Linked DNA regions of Sus scrofa: region 2 is linked to region 1. The links are chromatin contacts, called in public HiChIP or PLAC-seq maps. All regions are on one chromosome and are shown on one strand. The core of a region is the stretch at or near the end of the contact, and the rest is flanking DNA. Distances in the headings are between cores, read along the strand shown. Region 1 has its middle 210 kb from the start of TMEM167A. Region 2 overlaps VCAN (versican).

Region 1 (2,659 bases), core at 73-2,572:
AGTTCCAATGCCAAAGGCTAATCTACCCTGGCTTGGGAAATATCTGTTTTTTTGAAACCTTAAGCAGCATGAATTATATTGATAGGTTTGCATGTTTCTGGCTAACCACCAAGCTCCCCACCCCCAACCCCTGCTTCCAGGAGGATGGGAAAGTTGCGGGATGAAGCTTTCTCACAGAACTTACCACTAACTCTAAAGTGAACTGGCTACAGTGAATACTCATCTTTTCCCTGTACAGTCTTCATTGGATTGGCAACATGTATAATTACTGTGATGGCAGAGGAACCCTGTGATATTGACTGAAGGACCAGCTCTTTTGGGGATTTGCAGACAGCCCTCCCCAAAAGTCATTTTCTGAAAGACCCGACCACCACTGAACCCATTGAAGTAGAGATACATTTTGCCTTGCTTGGGCTTACATGGATTTCAAAATGTAGTGCTTTCATGCCTTGGAAATAGGAACTTTTTAGAAAGTGAATGCTTACTAGTTAAAGGGATTTGAATCTCTCTTTCAGATGCTGTTTTCTAAAGTTCAAGGCATTTCAGTCTCTATCAATGGGCTACAAACCACTCACTGTATGCCACAGTTATCCAATTTGCAAGGATGTTAGTTTTAAAAAATATTTTCTCTCAAGGGAAAAAAAAAGCTTCACAGAGAGAGCCTACCCAGGAGTAAATTATAAAGATCTCCCACGGACATCAGAGCTACATAAACTTAAGGGTAATTACCACCTTGGTAGGAAAAAGGAGTCTTTATTTTTTTACCTTTTCACTAAAAGACTATCCACTCCTAGAGGTTCACGAAAGGTCGCTGGCAGAATCTAACCTCTACTTTATGCAAACTACCAAAGCTAAATTACACACACTTTTAAGAGCTTCTTCACAAATGCCAATTTCTAGTCCAATCATTAGTAAAACCTCAAGTCAGTGTCAAATGCTTGTAAATAATATCAAGGTTCTTTAGTTGGATGCTGTTTACGCCAGATAGATTTCATTCTTTTCCACTCCAATTCTTCATAACTAGAGGGCAACTAGAGGAGAAACTGATGTTGCAAAAATAAGCCTTGAAAGGTGCTTTGGCTCTCTAAAAATAAATGATCTAGATTCTTTCTGGGAGTATGATCTCTCATGAGAGTATGTGTTGTATTTGAAATTGATATCACTTACTGAGAATCCTGTGGCATCATTTAGTATGTTATGGGTTTTCAGGGATTCTTGTTCTACATTTTCCTTTATCTGGACTGTTAGGAAATGGTGATATTACTCAAGATAGTGGGAGAGAACTGAATGTTCTTGAAGAGCAAAGGGCAAAATTGTGAAATGAGAATCTGCTTCTAATACTCTGAGACTGCCCTTTCTTCAGCTAGCTCTCTTCCTAGCTAGCATATAATCTAATGCCTTCTAGGAACATTTGTATGCTAAAAAAGCATATTCACATCTTTGTACTCCCATTTGCTCAGCGTGACTTTTGCTTGTTAGTTGAAAGTACTCAAGAAGATTAGGATTATTATTTAATCTATTCACTCCCCAGGGCTAGACTTCAAGGTAAAGCCTCTAGATCTAGGGGACCTTTCTAATAGGCTTCAAATCACACTGGTCAGGCAACTTCTCTTGTGATGCATCTGACGTGATCTGAGATATTGCTGGGTTGATTTGGCCTAGTGAGGGCTCCTACCTAAGGAGACAGTTTCTGTGAAGCAGAATGAGGAGACAGTTTGTATAAAGGGAGAACCAGTCTCATTCTTCATGAGAATGAAAGTGTACTTCAAAGCTTATACTATATGCCTGATAATGTAAACTACTAAGAATGGTGCATCCCCTACCTTTGAAATAAATGGTGCATCTGGGTCAATAGGAAATGGTTTTGTTTGTTTTTTCATTTCTCCTTTATAGTATAGCACTTGGAAGCATAAATGGGTTTTCAAACCCTTTTTCTATTTTAATGCCAGGAAATAATTTCCCTGGAAGCATGTAGCTCAGTATTTCTTAAAAAACCAAAAGGATGGATTGTGAAAAGCCTTTTCAAAGAGGTTTCTGTTTTAGCTAAGACTACAGTGATCACAGTAGTAATCATGATCATTAGTTCATCTGTATAGGATTTTAAAGCTTACAAAGCACTTTCATGTTCATTATCTCATTTTTTAGTATCACCAAAACCTTGCATAATATGAAATTAGCTGTTGCTTACTTATGTCAAGACATCCTGTGGGTTATTAAAAGCTGTGGGCCAGATGTTATGAGTGTAGAGAGCATTTTTTTGAGTATTGAAAGGCCCAAACTTTTATGTAGACTCAAATGCTAAGACAATGAGAAGAAAATGTGCCACAGCTTTGTTTGCTGAATAAAGGCTCCAGGTATGGTCAGGACCAACAGGGGCAAGAAAACCTGCTTTGGGTTTATAATGCCTTAGTTCTGAAGTGACATGGATCCAATAGAAGTGGCTGCCTAGGAAGCTACGTGAGCTAGGTACTCAGGCCATGCTCAAGAGAAGCAGGAAGGAGGACTGAAACTCCTCTACTTAGAAGCTTTCCACTTATGAATTCCCATGAATTAATGAAAAAGCTGCTTACAAAATAAAATTACCTCCGTTCTGTTCTATCACCATCAGCTTCATTCATTCATTCAACATCCTTTTCACATGTCATTACTGTTCCAGGAA
Region 2 (2,659 bases), core at 109-2,608, 650 kb before region 1:
ATTAGTTCATACTCCTGATTCTCTTTTCAATGTCCAGGACATCTGGGAGAGGGAGGAGGACGCGAACCTTTGTGTTTATAAAAGGGTAATAATGATACATTCCTGCAGAAAAGAGAATAATGGTTTATGACCTGCGATTTGTTACTCCTTTTCTCTGTTCCTTTTAAGTGTTTCTTCCTGGGTTAAGGGCTATTTCTTTATTGTTTCTATTGGTTTTAAAAGCTGTTTTTTTTTTTTTCTCACAATACTTTGCTTGACAGGCTGATGTGTTTATTTAAGAAAAGGGCTGGGAGGGGGGTGTCAGGATTTAAAGTCAAATCCACTAGCAGGTGGGTAATTTTCCTGCATCAATTCTGCATCATGACCAGGAGGGCAAGTGGGTAAGTATACCTGTTTGCCAATGCTGGATCATGTTTATCAAAATGAAAAAAAACTCAGTTACCTCCCAGAAATATTTTTTTCAAGTAGGACTTAAGCACAAAAGGCTATCAACTAGCCTTTGTAGCCTTTGTAATCTACCTTCATCGTAATTATCAAGGGGCAAGAGAAGTTAGTTAGAGCTAGAAAAGAAAACATTTCTGGATCTGTGAATGAGTAACTTGTTGAGAACTTTCTGACTGGATTTAGACAAATGCAGAGGAAAGGAGGAAAGGATATCTCTCTGTTTTCCCCAAACAGGATGCAGGAGAGTCAGAGGCTATGACTACTTTCCAGGAAGGTGACAAGCCAGCAGCCTTGCCCAGGGTGACATGGAGTGCTCACAAACAGAGATGACAGAAGGAAAATGTGAAAGATGTAGAAAAAAAATTTTTTTTAAATGTATAAGGATAAAGTTAGGATTTTTTTTTTTTCTTACAAATCAAATGTTTTTAAAGCTCTTCAACATGTTAAAAAGGGAACTGGATTGTCAGTTCTATTCAACCCTCAACCTCTGGACAACGCAATCTAAGGTGACATTTCCTTTGAAGTAACTGCATCTGATCCACTGAAGCATCCGGTCCCAGTGGTGAGGGGTGAGCTTTGACAGTGCTACAGGAACTCACTTAAGAGAAGCCAGAAAGGAGCAACACAGGCCACAGGAAAATTCCCCCTGTGAGAATTTTATTCCTGGGGGTCAGAGAGAGAAGGGAGCAAGTTTTAAAATTTCTGAGCTCCACAGATTTACTCTAAACCATTGGTTAGGGTGGTGTGTTAGAAAAAGTAGTGTGATTAAGATCCCTAACAGTTTCTAGTACCTTCCTAACTGTGCTGTCCATGGACACCCTATAGTCTGTAGCTGAAAAGACCATAGACTATAGTGAAAATGATTTTGACAGGATGCATATAGATGGGGAAACATAAATGATTGCATAGTGTTCCCTAATGTCTGGCTTCCTCCGTGCTTGAAAGAACAGACTCAAGACAGTGGATGAATGAAGGAAGCCCTGTCTAACCTTAGGCAACCAAGTCACCCTGAGTCAAGCAATCTATTAAAAAATGAAACGAACTGATAACATTCAGGAGTGAGGTTTCCTTTTGGATTTTGCATTTGGATGATGAGGTTTTTTTTAAAGCTAAAGATCTGAGTAACTGTCAGTTTCCTAAAATTGCATGAAAAATATGCCCTGATATAACTCAAACCTTCAAAAAGTTTGCTTTCTTCTTCACAAAGCGTATATGTTCTTGGGACAACCACATGGACAAATGTATCATCATTTCCAGTAGGAACATCTGTTTTCCTTTGGGTTAATAACTTTTGTAAGATGCATTATGCTCAGTTACATATTTTAGTTTCTGAGAAACATTTTTTTTCTTTTCATCCTATTTGAAATGCCACCTATTATGTTTTATTGTTTTTCCTACTGATACAACTTTAAATTACTTTTCTTAATTAAAGTATAGTTTACAATGTTATATCAATTTTTGCTGTACAGCAAAGTGACCCAGTTGTCTATACATTCTTTTTCTCATATCATCCCATAAATAAAATATTAATTTAGATAAACAAGAACTGTCATATAGAGATTCATCCAAAAGACTTATTTGGTCATTTCAAGATTCAAAAGGTAACAGAGTGAGTCGGTTGAGCAATGTATGGATATTGATTATCATTCACATATCTCTTTTTGTCAACCACTCTGCTAGGTGCTGAAAAAATGGAGATGGAAGTTAATTCCTGCCTCAGAAAGCTCAGGGTCAGGAAATTAACACCACAGGGGTCAGTGGTAGAATGGGAAGAGGTCACCAAAAGGGCTCTGTAGGAGCTTTCAGTCACATCCAGCTAGGAAGGCTTCCTGGAAGAAGAAGACTCAACTAAGCAAGGTATTCAAACACAAATCAAATGAAATTAGGGTAAGAGGGTAAGAAATTAGCGTAGCATTCTAAGTATTCTAAACATTCTAAGGGCTAATGGATGCAACCCTGGGAGAAGTGAAAAACGTCATGGCTTATTCCATGAACTGCAAGTATTTTGAGATGACACACCTTGGGAAGTGGCCGATGGGCTTGGTATGCCCCACTAATTATTACAGAATTTTATACTGAAGGCTAGAGGAAGATGTTGCAGAATGAAAAAGGGAGTAACCCTAGTTGAGAACAAGGGGACAGGAAGGTCATAGACACTGGAAAACAGATGGGGGGAACACTTCAGACTGGTCATTCATTTAACAATAGGTTAAAG

Evidence for each region. HiChIP or PLAC-seq counts read pairs in DNA pulled down with a chosen protein or histone mark.
Region 2: a contact with region 1 is called in an H3K27ac HiChIP or PLAC-seq map of alveolar macrophages. The contact joins two enhancer-like sites. A contact is called at or near these places in 1 of 47 Hi-C or Micro-C datasets (epiblast stem cells) and 2 of 2 datasets of contacts at active chromatin or transcription factors (alveolar macrophages and skeletal muscle).

Annotation. Positions count from the first base shown.
Region 1 is chr2:91,142,909-91,145,567 of Sscrofa11.1, reverse strand. No RefSeq gene overlaps it. Among named protein-coding and RNA genes, the nearest start is that of TMEM167A, 210 kb to the left of the region's middle. Within about 2 kb of position 1,322, at least 3 of the 83 cell types and tissues checked have an H3K27ac peak or open chromatin away from gene starts, as enhancers often do. A contact at or near this core is called in alveolar macrophages, where this site is marked.
Region 2 is chr2:91,789,195-91,791,853 of Sscrofa11.1, reverse strand. All of the region lies in intron 12 of VCAN (versican), which reads right to left. Among named protein-coding and RNA genes, the nearest start is that of VCAN, 91 kb to the right of the region's middle. Within about 2 kb of position 1,358, at least 7 of the 83 cell types and tissues checked have an H3K27ac peak or open chromatin away from gene starts, as enhancers often do. A contact at or near this core is called in alveolar macrophages, where this site is marked.